2 separate regions of the Mus musculus genome follow, and region 2 is linked to region 1. The links are chromatin contacts, called in public HiChIP or PLAC-seq maps. All regions are on one chromosome and are shown on one strand. Each heading gives the region's core, a stretch centred on a gene start, on an enhancer-like site or on the middle of the called end of the contact. The rest is flanking DNA. Distances are from core to core; before and after follow the strand shown. Region 1 overlaps Abcc2 (ATP-binding cassette, sub-family C (CFTR/MRP), member 2). Region 2 holds the start of Cwf19l1 (CWF19-like 1, cell cycle control (S. pombe)).

Evidence for each region. HiChIP or PLAC-seq counts read pairs in DNA pulled down with a chosen protein or histone mark.
Region 2: a contact with region 1 is called in an H3K4me3 HiChIP or PLAC-seq map of bone marrow-derived macrophages, with 2.3 times the contacts expected there. The contact joins the promoter of Cwf19l1 here to the enhancer-like site in region 1. A contact is called at or near these places in 11 of 39 promoter capture datasets (the 3T3-L1 cell line, the C10 cell line, cranial neural crest and 7 more), 1 of 15 datasets of contacts at CTCF or cohesin (the NIH/3T3 cell line), 5 of 115 datasets of contacts at active chromatin or transcription factors (bone marrow-derived macrophages, embryonic basal ganglia, embryonic limb bud and 2 more) and 4 of 9 other capture datasets (adipose tissue, embryonic stem cells, liver and 1 more).

Annotation. Positions count from the first base shown.
Region 1 is chr19:43,830,039-43,836,551 of GRCm38.p6, reverse strand. It overlaps Abcc2 (ATP-binding cassette, sub-family C (CFTR/MRP), member 2), which reads right to left. Exons shown (of 32, transcript NM_013806.2): 28 at 5,998-6,141; 29 at 4,349-4,507; 30 at 2,521-2,687. Among named protein-coding and RNA genes, the nearest start is that of Gm10768, 5.5 kb to the left of the region's middle. Within about 2 kb of position 3,956, at least 6 of the 459 cell types and tissues checked have an H3K27ac peak or open chromatin away from gene starts, as enhancers often do. A contact at or near this core is called in bone marrow-derived macrophages, where this site is marked.
Region 2 is chr19:44,130,082-44,137,189 of GRCm38.p6, reverse strand. It overlaps Cwf19l1 (CWF19-like 1, cell cycle control (S. pombe)), which reads left to right and starts at 1,314. Exons shown (of 14, transcript NM_001081077.1): 1 at 1,314-1,424; 2 at 4,106-4,190; 3 at 5,026-5,104; 4 at 5,677-5,778. The coding sequence starts at 1,402.

The sequences.
Region 1 (6,513 bases), core at 2,707-5,206:
CCAAAGACTAGGGTGAAGGCTGTAGCTTGGGGTCAGTTTCATGATTCGATCCAATCTAGATTTCCAAAACGACTTCAAAATCTCCCCATGGCCACCGTTATAGGCAATGTTTTCTAAACGTCCTCAGTAAGAAGACTTACCGGGAATACTTGATTTAAAAAGTTTGTTTCTGGATCTCCTTTAATACAGATTTGGGAACAGCCTAGAGATGTACATTTCTAATAGGCACTCCAGATACTTTCATGTTCAAGCAAGTTTGGAAGACATTGCCCCAGAAACAGTGCTTTTTTTGCATTTGGCAAATGATAGCGGCAGTTGCCAATAACAGGAGCATACGCCGGCAGTGTCTGCCCTGACACCGCTGACATAGGGTGGCACTTCCTAAGGATGCCCCAGTGCCATTTCTTTGTGGCCTTAGCAAATGCATTCATTATTTTAATGTGCAATTCTAGTCTCAGGCTAATTATTTGTTTAAGACTTTCTGCCTTGATTAGAGACGACGCTATCTAATGAGCCTGGTGTCTTGGTGTGAGATGCAATGTATGTGGAATTCAAATATACTTGTAAAATGCAAATAGCTTTAATTTGGTAAAAGTCTATAATGAAAGCTGGACCTCTTGCTTACATAAAGGAGCTCTGGGAAATGATGTGAAGGAAAAATTTGGGAATTTGCTGATTACTCTTGCCTGCTGCGGTCATTAGGGATTGTAATAAACGGGTAGTTAGACTAACGTCCTGTAACTCCTCTGTAAGAACATTTCTGCCAGAGATAGGAAGCCAAACAAAATGAACTCCCAATGTTTGTCTGTAGTGTAAGATCAGGCACCCTGCAGAATCACAACTTAGCCGGGACCAAAGTTCTGCCCGGGTCAACTGTACTTTATGATCACAGTGCCACCTGGGCTTTCTTCTGCTCTCTGGTGCTCACCCCTGTCACTTATCAAAGGTGTTTTAATCTGATTTGTTCCTCCTCTGATATATGCAAGTTCTAATTCCCTAAACCAAGTCTGAAACGCAGGTCTAAAGTAAAAGCCCTAGTAAGAGAGTGAAGTATCTCTTTGCACGGGCAAGACAGGGAATGTCACTGTCACATCCTGACATAATGTCCCCCATGTCGCCCCTGCAGTATTAACAGTGTGGCCATTTATCCCATAAGCCTGCCTCTCCCAATATGTTTTATGTGCTTGGAAATCCAGGGTTGGGTCTGTGAGGTTTGCCTCTGTGTCTCCAGTGCCTGGCACATAGTAGGTATTAATACATATTTACTGACTGCATATTTGAGTGGTCTTTTATATAGGGCTAAACAGCTATTTAAGCCTTGCTGCCCCCTGTATCTGTTGCAAAGGAAAGCAAGACAGATGACATTTGCCACCAAGCCATGCAAGTGTCCCCTGGGTGAAGTCACCGTGGTCCTGGGTCCAGTTGGTTTTGAGGGACAGTCTGGACAGTGGAACTTAAGTTCTCTGGCTGAGTCCCTCAGTCTAGTTGGGGACCAGGGCTTTAAGCAGGCTTCTCAGGTAACAGCGCACAAGCCACCTGGGAACCTTGCTAAGATGTAGGTTCAGACTAGAAGGCACACGGGCTGAGCTTCCGTGTTCATATGAAGCTCCTACGTTTATCCAGAGCTTCCAGGCCATTTGTTTGATCTACTGATGCTTTAGCTGCTGGTGGTCTATGCCTGGCCTTCCACTGTGGAGGTACCTGGGTCAAAAGCAAGAACTGCCCACGAGCCACAGGCTTTGCCTAATGGCTCAGCTTCAGTATGTGAAGGAGAGCCCCAAACTCTCATGGGGAGAAGGCCAGAACCTTGCGTCAACAAATGCACAGTGAAGACCACAAGCCAAGTGTCAGGATATATATATATATTAAGGTAAAAACTATAAACTCAGAGAGTCACTGTTATCAATTTAAGGTGTTTCTGCAATGCCCAAGAGCTTTGCTGGCAGTAAATCTTATCTGTGTCCCTTTAGATTGGAGGTTCTCAAACTGAGATGCCTTTTATAGCCCGAGGGGATCTTCATGTCCCCATGTCCATCCAGTCTGTGTTTCATAACAAATATACCAGATTGGACCAGGGATCCAGCTGTTGCTGCTGAGCCTTGAGACTCTGGTTTCTGTGATTTTTCCACTAAAATGGCACTTGTAAGTTCATGTCATATAATGTCACAGAAAGGGCACATTTCATAACAACATGTGTTCCTGTGCATTTTTAACATCTGCTTTTTTTTTTTTTTTTTTCCGAGACAGGGTGTCTCTGTATAGCTCTGGCTGTCCTGGAACTCACTTTGTAGACCAGGCTGGCCTCGAACTCAGAAATCCTCCTGCCTCTGCCTCCCAAGTGCTGGGATTAAAGGCGTGCACCACCACACCCGGCTTAACATCTGCTTTTATCGCATTTTTACACATTAGGAATTTGATCTACACAGTTATAAATCCCACAATGCCAGATGGTATCTAAGACCAGAACATAAGAAACAACTCCCTCACACCCCCACACAGCCCGTGGAAGAAGTAGCTTACCTCAGGTTGTCACCGCCCTCTGTCACTTCATGGAGCAACCCAAGTTGCAGGCCAGCCACAAAGGATTTGAGATGAGCCAATTCCAGGGCCCTCCAGATCTCCTCATCCGAGTATTTGTTGAAAGGGTCGAGATTCATCCTCAGATTCCCAGAGAACAAAATGGGGTCCTGCAAGTTGGAGAATGGGAAGCCATCAGGGCTTATGTCAGCAAAGGGCTCAGTCATTCTTTGTGGCCAGGAGAACGTGGGTAGGAGTGGTCTGGCATGAACTCTAGGCAGGAAGCTGGCTCACGATTGAGCTTTTGGAAGCCTCTGAAGGCCCCGAGTACCTGCAACCGGAACACTAAACGGGGTGGGGGGTGGGGGTGCGGTGGTCCTTGGTTTGCACCTGCTTCGTTCCGTTCTGGGACCCACTTGTAGACATCCAGATGAAAAGACCATCATTTCCTGAAACAAAGCCTCCTGGCTTAGGACAAGGGAGACCAAGAGACATAGAAAGAGATTGTGTAGTCATCTGAGAAACTCTTATGTTTTGAAGAGGCCACAGAGAACAATGCACTAAACTAAGAAAACCCGGGGCCTGACAAGATATTCTCACGCACAAGCCCGAGTTTGAGTACCCAGCATCCCGCAGAAAGTGGAGCCTATGTGCTCACGCTGAGAGGGAGAGAGAAGCAGAGACTAGAGGCTGTCCGGAGATACCCACCACTGAGCTAGTCAAAACAAAACCTTTAAAAGGCCAAAGACAAAAATCCTCCTGAGGGGCTTGTGGTTAAAAGCACTTGCTACTTAGTATTCTTGCAGAGGATCCAGATTCAGTTCCTAGCACCCACACGGCAGCTTACAACACTCCTTAACACATGATCTTAATGCCAGGCTTCTGTGAGAGCCAGGTCCAAATGCTCTTAGATACACACAGGCAAAACACTCATAGCACATAAAATAAAACATCTTAAAACAACAGCAACAGCAGCAGCAGCAGCAGCAAATCCCAAAACGGCGAGCTACAGGTTCCTCGAGAGACCTTGTCTCAGTGGAATAGAGGGGAGAGTGACAGAGAGGGCATCTAATGTCACATTGTACTAAGCAACATTAAACCCTCCACAGGCACCAGGCCACAGTGCAGAGGGAGCGATGGTTCTCCGCCTCCTGTGAGTGGAGAGGTCTCTGTGGCAATTCTTAACTCGGTGGGGTCCATAGAGCAAGCCAAAGGGAGGTCTTTCTTGCTGATACGATGAATGTTCCGCTTGCTGGCAAAAACCCGCAGCAAATTCCCTCCTCTATCTTTTAGCCGCATCAAATGAGGAGTATAAAGCTTAATGACTTCAAGCTTCGGCGGCAAAATTGCTACTGCTAATTACAAAGGTCTCAGCAAACCCTGATGGGCTAACAGAAACGCCAACTAATCATCTGCTCTATCCGAGTGCTGGCGCGTTGCTGCCACCTACTGGTAGCTTCTAGCAGCCACCGGTCACATGCAAAATACAGAACTTTTTAGTCGAGAAACAGAATCTCGGGGAATTCGTCTGGAATCGTGGTATGAAGATGAATCTTGATAGTCAACTTTTGGGAGAGAGTGTCTATATTTGACACTTGGAGAGTGCAGACACAGTAGGACCAGCCGTCCCACATGCCTACTGCTATGCCTTACCACCAAGAACTGTGCCCCTTCTCAGTGAGCCGAATTAACCCTTCCTCCTGTAAGTTGTTTCTTGACAGGTACAATGACAAGAAAACTAAGCAATACAACTGCCAGAGTTGTTTTTGTAATTGAATGCATGTCAGTGTTTCCCCACTGCGTGTGCCCAAGTAAATCCTCGTTAACTAACCTGGGGAATGATGGTCAGTCTCCCTCGAAGGTCGTGCAGTCCAATGGAGGCAATATCAATCCCATCAATGATGATCTGGCCACCTGCAGACTCTAAGATTCTGAAGAGGCAGTTTGTGAGGGATGATTTTCCAGCTCCGGTCCTGCCCACCACACCGACCTGTGAATATAGTTCATTTACATCGACTTCAACATGCAATTCTCGGAGGAAAAAAAATTTAGCCTATGTATTCACAATCGCACGTGATAAAAAGAACCCCATACCAAATATATCAAATGGCTTTTAGTTTTGGTGAGAGGGAAAAAATGCCCAGATGTCAAGAAAAAAAATGGCTCTCCCATACTCCGCCTGAGTTGTGTGCTGAAGACCGTGACCGCTGGAAATAGACAAACCCTCTTCTCCATTGTTGTCACCGCCAATCTTGACAGTCATAGCTTATTCCCTTTTTAAAAAAGATTTCATTTAAAAAGTAGACAGAGGGCTGGAGAGATGGCTCAGTGGTTAAGAGCACTGATTGCTCTTCCAAAGGTCCTGAGTTCAATTCCCAGCAACCACATGGTGGTTCACAACCATCTGTAATAGGATCTGATGTCCCATTCTGGTGTGTCTGAAGACAGTGACAGGGTACTCACACACATAAAATAAATATCTTTTTTTTTTTTTAAGTAGACAGAAAGGAACTTTGGGATGGCTCCGTAGGTGATGGCATTCGCTGCTAAGCCAAATGACCCGAGTTCAACCCTTGGAACCCACACGGTGGAACAAGTTGTTCTGTGTCCTTCACACATGCATGTGCACACCCACAAAATAAATAAAAATGTAATAATTTATTTTGTATTACCTCTCTTGTCTTCTGAGAGTATAATTACATTTCTCCCCGTCCTTTCTCCCCTCCAAGCCTCCCACACACACCCTTCTTTATTATCTCTCAAATCCATTGTCTCTTTTCTCATTAACTGTTGCTACACGCATATATGTAATGCACATATTCACATGAATACACAGACGTACATCCCTAAGCGTGAGCTGCGTGGTCTGTGTAACGCCGCGTGTATGTACGTTTTCAGGGACGGACATCTGCCGTGTGCTTCCTTGGGGATGGCTAACTCTCCAGCTCTAAACTGCGGAGCACTTCATGGATCTGTGTGTCCCCTTCCTTGCTCGGGGGCCATGCTAATCTGCCCATGATGCTCTGATTTGAGTATCTGAGCTGCCAAAGGGAGAACTGGGTTGTTTGTTTTGACTTTTAGTAGCGGGAAGGAAAGACTTGTCACCAGATGAGCCTTGGGTCACCCCTGGTCCTCAGCCCCCTTGCCCAGGTTGATTAATTGATGGATAGCTTTGCTCCATTAGACCTGTAAGAGTGTACTCAACTTCAAAGACCAGAACACTAGACTCTCTCCTGCTTAGGCTCAGCAGTTCTGCGTCCAGGTCTGAGACTTCACACCTTAAGCCCGCACAGGAAATGAGCCCCAGTGGGCTGGCAGGGAGGCAGGATCCAGCCCTCCGGGTGGGTCCCTTCTGCGTTCCCAGAGTACAGGAAGAATCCCCATTCTCTCCCTGCACCCAAACGGCGAAGGCCTGGGACCCTCCTTCTGTGCCCGGCTATTCCCTGAGTCCTCCCAAGCAGAGCCGTCTTTCTCACCCACCTTCTCGGTGCTCTTGATGTTACAAGTAATCCCTTTCAGGACCAGATCCAGCTCCGGCCGATACCGCACTTGATAGTTGTTGAACTGGATCTCACCTTTTTTGGGCCAATCTGCCGGAGGCTTCTTGTCGGTCACCCACGGCGCCTGGCAAGGGGAAAGGATGAGAAACGCTGGACGTGGTAAGCAGTCCAGCCAACAGCTGCCGTGGGACTCATAGCATTTGACAGAAGGGTAGCGGGGACCTCTACCTGAGTGGACTGGGCTTTTCTGACTTTATTCAATAAGATACCCTACAAGGTTGCTCTATGGGTTTCTAGAACGGCACCACCATTTAGGAAAACTGTTTCCTCCTCTTACATTTGAAGAAATTAAGTCCTTTGGGTTAGAGCATGTGAGACTTGAAAGTTGTTCTTTAAAGCTAAAGATGCAGCTGGGCGGTGGTGGCCCTCGCCTTTAATCCCAGCACTCGGGAGGCAGAGGCAGGCAGATTTCTGAGTTCTAAGCCAGCCTGGTCTA
Region 2 (7,108 bases), core at 65-2,564, 300 kb before region 1:
TCTCATCTCTGAAATCATATAGCTGTTCATATTAGCAAATCTGTCTTCAAGATTCAGTCTTGAAAGCCACTCCTGGAGTGTATCATCCAAAAAGTAAGAAAAAGGTTTAAGTTACCAACAAAGCAGGGGTATTAATATGTATGAGGCAAAGGATTTAATAACCCCCTCAAAAGCACTGCAGAAATTGTGAGAAAATTAGAGATTTGAGATTCTTTCTTAACAACTTGATTCTGGTAACTTGGGTTTCTTTCCTTGTCAGGACAGTCCTTTCCAGGTCCTTAGCAGGCTGTTGCTGGTTGGCTTGGCCCCTTCAGAAAAACCGACTTACCAAAAGCAAAGCAAAAAGAGACTAGAGATAGGACCCGATGAAAATGTGAAATTTGTTTAATCCCTGAATGAAAATAGTCCCCATGTATACAATCAATTACAGAGAACTAAACATTGTGTACATTAGGTCTTGTTACTGAATTAATTTAATTCTTTTTCAGTGTGCTAATATTAAGGTAACTTAAGGGAGGGTATTTTTATGTATTTGAGAGGTGCACACTGAGGTCTGCACTTCGCTTTCAGATAACTCAGTGAGAAGGACAGGGTTTGGGTACTGGGGGAGAAGTGAGCAAGAGAGAAAATGTAGCGACATGCCGATACACTGAATAGAAGCTATTCTTTCAATGTGTTAAAAAAAATTTAGGGGCTAGGGAGATGTCTCAGTCACCCATATAACAAATCATGAAGACTGGAATTCGCATCCCTAGTACCCATGTAAGTCTAGACAGGTAAGTTTCAGGTCCCACGGGGAATCCCAGCGTTCAGGAAGCAGAATTAGGGGATCTTTTGGGCAATATGGCTTCCTAGACTAGTCTAATCCAACGAACTCTGGGTTAAAATGATACCCTATCTCACTCAATAAGATTGGGAGCAATAGAAGAAGATTCCTATTCTTTCCACAGGAACCTGCATGCACACAAGCATGTCCCCCTCCCCCCAAATACAAACTAAAACAAAAACAAAAAACCCAGCCAGGGTTGGAAAGATCTTAAGAGCGCTAGCAGTCATGGGATCCATACAAACTCGCAGGCGCACAGTTCAATAATTCCAAATGTTTCTAAAACAAACAAAATAAGACACATTTTTTTTCTATTTTAATTCCTCCATCCTTTTCACTCCAGTTACCTTTCCTTAAATAAATAAATATAAATAAATAAATAAATAAATAAATAAATAAATAAATAAATAAATAAACGCGGAGAGATTTTTACCCCTCTACACGCCCCATAGCTAGGTGATTTCTATTGGCTGAGTGGTGTGACGTCATATTTCTGCGCCCCGGCGTTCCAACCTTGAGCGCGCGTTCGTGTTTCTAGCCTTTGGTGGCCGTCCCAGCCCTGGTTGTCATTCCCGATGGCTCAGAAGCCACTGCGTCTGTGAGTGACCTTGCATCGGTAGACTCAGGCACATAGGAGAAAGGGAGAGAGGCGGGCGGAGGAGTGGGGGGGTCTTTCTCCACACCGGAAGGGGAAGACGGAGGGGAGGTCGCAGGGCTGCTGGGAGCCGGAGTGGAGGCTTCCTGTTCTCGCCTCCCAGTTCATTTCGCCCTGGTGTCTTCAGAGTCTCTCTGGCAGAACTAAAAACTTGATGAGCCGGACTTCTTTTTCCTTAGGCCTAGTCTGCCTGGGACACACCATCTCCTTGTCGTTTCTCCCGGCGTCGCACGTATTGATTAGCCAAATACTTGCAGGCATGGGGTGCACGCATGGGTTTTGTCAGACAAGATGAGCATTGTCCTGTCCTCGCGTACTTTTGTTTGCGCGGTCGGTTAGCGAAGACATGACTTAATTTAGAAAGACTATTGTATTGAGCAGCGGACAAGCGTCGCACAAACCAGTTCCCGCCTTGATAGCTGATAGTCTAGACTAGAATAACACGTGTTAACGAATGCGGAAAATGTAGAGAAAGGGTTGATGGTTCTGGAGGGTATATAATAACGATATTTGGCTTAGTATAAGGAATTAAGGCTTTCATGAGAAAGTGAGGATTTTTTTTTTTTTTTGAAAGTGAGGATTTAACTCTGGCAAATATTATTGTATTTAACTCAGAGAAGACATTGAAACGTTTAAAAACTCCTTAGTGTGACCTAGTTTTTGTTATGGAAAGTGATCCTGCTTGAAAGTTGGGAAACAAATAAGAGCCGAAGTAGAAGGCAACAAGCATTAGGTAAAGCAATGTCAGAGAGAAAGTTCAGGAATGGATAGTCTGTTAAGCAGGTGGACTCACAGGGCCTGGTGATGTTTTGATGGTGAGAAACCTCCACTGTAAGGTCATAGATTTCTGTCTTCAGTCATTGGGATCAGAAAATGCTGAAAAGGGGCCCAGATCAGAGAGTGAATATGGATTGTACCTGTCAGGAATTGATAATCAACAGGGAACAAAAAGATGTTAGAGGCTCTCAAAGAATAAATTATACTGCATGATAGTTAGGACAGAATTTGTTCTGAAATGGTATATGGATTTCTGAGATTTTGAGAAAGTGGCTTTCTCAGCCCACCAGGAGGCTACAGAGACTCAGCCTTGATGGATGGAAAAGCCTTGAGGTTGAGCACAATGGGGCTCTTAGGAAAGAGAATTCCCTAGAGCCTAGCAGAGGCAGAGTGATCAATCTGCAGTTTGGGAGAGTTTAGTTAGGAAAACTTAGAGAAAGTACTGGGAAGACAGGCCAGAACCGGAGGAAAACTCTTTCTACAGGAAACGAGGCACTGTGTAATGTTTTTAGGAAGGAACATTAAACTGAAGCAGAGAAAGCACTATGGGGTCCATATAGTCTACCTTGCCTCCAAACCACATCAAGTAGGTTTCTCCGCCTCAGCCATTCCCTCTAAGTTGTTCAGATTTGTTTCCCTCCGTTCCTGCCTCTCCCTCATTTCCCATCCCGCTTCCCCACTTAGCTTGTCTTCAGACTTTAAGTTTCTCATCTGCTTTTCTCGTCCCTGTTTCCATTGGCCATTTCCTTGGTTAGCACTTTGATTGTAGTTTAACTGTTCCTCCAGACCGTCCTTTTCTGTTATTAGACGTATTGATGAAACATGTACAATCATATCCTTATGCTGCTTGAGACTGTTCAATGATAGGAACAATAAGAACAGAGAGATATACGACAATAGAGTCTATAGTATTTTGAGTTAAAAGATGTTACAAAAGTAAGTAAGGGCTGGTGAAATGGCCCAGTGAGTAGTGGCACTTCCTGCCATGCCTGGTGTCCTGAGTACAGTCCCTGATGACACACGTGGTGGAGAGAGGGAACTCTCTTTAGTGGTTCTCTGACCTTCACATGAACACCGACACATATACGCCCTCCCAATACAATACCTCCCCTAAAGTGAAAACAAACAAACGATGTAAGTCAGAATTGTACAAGTCAGAACTTAGATGTTAGAGCAAGTCACTTCACCACTTGGGACAGTCCCCCTCATCAACCTTCATGCTTGTCATTTTCTCCTCCCTGCCCTGTAACATGCTATGCTTGCCTCACAACATAGCCTTTTCCATATATGCTTGTGATTGGAGCCACCCGTCCCTTATTGTAAACTCTCTGAGGCTTTACATGAGTCCAAGTGCTTCTGTAATTCTAATGTGTTCTTAGGGTAGTATGTGACCATTGAGCTTTGCATAGTGTAGTTGTCCGGTTGGTGTTTGCTGAACGATGACTGAAGCCGTGTAGCAAGGCACACGCTGTGGAGGTGAGGAGAACAGAATGGGTGTGAAACATGGTTGGAGACTCACCTGGACTTAGATTAAATAAGGAATTAGCTGACTCTTAGTGACCAAGTTGGTGATAAACCCATCCACGAAATTTAAGAATCAGAAGAGGTTGGCTCAATTTTGAAGACACGAAAAGCAGATTTTTAGATATGGTGAGTTAGAGGTATTGGTGAGATATTCAGAAAAGTCTGCCTGGTAGCTCAGAGTAGTTGATATTGACCATAAGTCAGAAGATACCTGCTGGGACTAGTTCATAGCGCTAATCTAAAAAAACGAGTACATTTACACCAAGCCTAGCAGATCCATTTGTGTTTCCTGAATTGCTATAACGTTTATCTCTTGTTTGCAGCTTGGCCTGTGGAGATGTTGAAGGAAAGTTTGATGTTTTATTCAATAGAGTTCGGACAATTCAGAAGAAAAGTGGAAACTTTGATGTAAGATGATCATTTTTACTGAAATTTTACACTGTAGTCAAACATTAAAAGTACTGATTCTTTGTTAATTTTATGACTGACTTTCCCATTTTTTGTTAGGTTGTGGTTTTTATCCTTAATTACACTAAGTAGCTGTGGATTGATGGGAGGAGGGAGGCGGTCTATACTGTTCATCTCATTACTTTCTTACTGAACCAAAAACAAGCAAAGAAACACACTGAACAGAGCTAGCCAGTTCTGACACCTGGACTGATAAGCCCAGGTCTGCTTCACGGGTGTGCGCTCTGGATCAAATCAGATAACAGATGTGCAGGTCTTTACCAAAGAAAGAATGAGGAATGAGTGTTGTGTGTGCTTGCCACGTAGACTATGAGTCCCTAGGACACGGGAGGACTGTAGGGTTAGGGAGGACTTGTGCGTTGGGTTGAGGGATAAGTAAACACAGCAGCACATGTGGTGGGCTTCTGCCCTGTAGTTCTGAAGTCTAATACTGAAGTTTTGTATTTCACGGACTGATTCCTTCTGCATCTGTTTCAACACTGCTATGTATTCCAAGGAAGGAGGATAGAGAGGCCTTGGGAACCTTTGGAAAGCACATAAGTTCTGCCTTCTGAAAGCTCGTTTCCTTCACTTTCCCCCCACCCTCAATTTGGAGTGATTGACAGACAGTGCATCGAAGTTGAATAATTCATAGAATTATCGTTAATTAAATTAATGAAGAAATACTTGGTTTGAGACTATTAAATAGAGTAATTAGCTGAATATTACAGTCAATGTAATGTTTAATTTTTTTGTTTTGTTTTAATCTCATATATCTTTAAAAAACTCATTTTAGCTGCTGTTGTGTGTAGGAAACTTTTTTGGCTCTGCCCAGGATGCTGAGTGGGAGGAGTATAAGACCGGCAACAAGAAAGGTAGAGAAATTGCTGTTGTTTAATGCATGACTTCTAACAAAATCTCAGGGGCTGGGGTTGCTGTTGGGCCGTTTCTCACGTATTAGTTGCTGAAGATTTCTCTCTTGGCTGGCATAGCTGCTTTTGGGGAGTTTCTCTCTTGGTCTTGGTAGCACATGCGCATTATGCTAATACTTGAAAGGCTAAGATAGGAGCATCCTAGATCTGTGGCTGGCCAGCCTGGGCTACATGGTTAAAATAAAGGGAGTTATGTCCCTCTTAAACTCTGCATTGAGCAGAAAAGAATGCATATATATATATATATATATATATATATACATACATACATACACACACACACACATTGAGCATTTGAGATGGCATTCCTTTGGTCTGGTGACATCACTTAGTCGTGAAGCCGTGGGGTTGGATTAGGAATCCTTGGTGATGAGCGTGTTCCACATTTAGGCTGGCTGTGGAAGGAATGCACAGGCTCTTGACTTTTGCCATGACTATTTTTCCTGTGAGGAAACCTTTCTCAGTGTTCAGAGCAGATCCAGTAACCATATGGTGGCATGTCTGTTCCCCATTAGCTCCTATTCAGACATATGTGCTTGGTGCCAATAACGAGGAGACAGCAAACTATTTCCAGGGTGCTGATGGCTGTGAATTGGCTGAAAACATCACTTACCTGGGTAAGTCAAAAAAAATTTTGTAATGAATTTAGTAAAAAGAAAAAAATAGAGATTAATCTCAGGAAAAGTTTTGACTGGCTTCTTCTGCCATTACTACTTGAGAGAATAAGCATTTTGTTTTGTTTTTCCCTTTGGGGAATATTTTTCCTCACAGTCTGTGTCTAGAGCCCTTTAGACAGTGATATTTATTCCTCACGTTTCTCTGTTTCTCCTCAATCTTGTGTTCCTGAGCCCTGGACCAACCACCTTTTCAGCCAACCAGAGTGACCAGTCCCTTAAGCACTTAGGGTATACGTTACATTCAAATAAAAGAAACTCCGTCCTTACACTGACCTTGCTGGATGCTTATGCCTTACTTGATAATGTGGCTTCTAACTGGCTTTACTCTAGGCTCAGTCTAGGCTCTGGTGGCTCAGGTCTCTAGTGTCCATCACTGTGTTTTTCATCCCTTTTGTCTTTTTTTCTGTTTTAAGGAATACTCTTAATTCCAGCTCAAAGCTGCTCATAGCCCTCTACATTTCTTCAGTTTCAGGACAAAGACAGTTGTCAAGCTTTGCTGTTGTTCCCTCCCCACTGTCTGACTTAGTCTGCTGTGTACATGACATGATCGTTACTCAGCTCATTATAATCTAAAACAGCCCCTTCACAGTCTCTGTGGTCATGGATCTCAGAAAGCCCCTGGAGTTCCTTTGTTAGGAATGCCTTCTTCACCATTCCCACCATAGTCTGCCAGTGCCTCCGATCCTCTGTGCAGTTGTGGCCCTCACAGAAACAATTTTAGCTTTCTCCACTCCTGAGACTTCTTTAGGCAGGATGAATGTTGAGGAAAACTTTTATAATATGATTTAAGATTTATTATTATGTTGTTAGTTATGTCACTGGCGATCAAACCCAGGGCTTCACACGTTTGCAAATATGTCGTCTGCCACTGAACTGTATCTCGTCTCCGTGCTTTACTGTTATGTGTGTGTCCGTGTGTGTCTCTGTGCACTTGCCACAGTGTGAGTGTGAAGCTCAGGGGACAACCTGGTGAGTTAGTTCTCTTCTTTCACCTTATGTGTGTTCTAAAGTTTGAACCCAGGTTCTAGATTGCAAAGCAAGCACCTTTCCTTGCGCCATCTTACCAGCCCTGCTTTTCACAATGATTTTTTATTATTTTCTGTATAAGGGTCTATTGGTACACATGTGTGTAACAAATGTGTTCCTGGCACTCTTGGAGATCGCCTGGAACTGGAATTGCAGACTTTTGTGAGCTGCCATGTTGGTTCTGCACCCAGATCCTCTGAAGGAGCAGCCAGTGCTCTCTCTTAATGCCTGGGCCTTCTCTCTG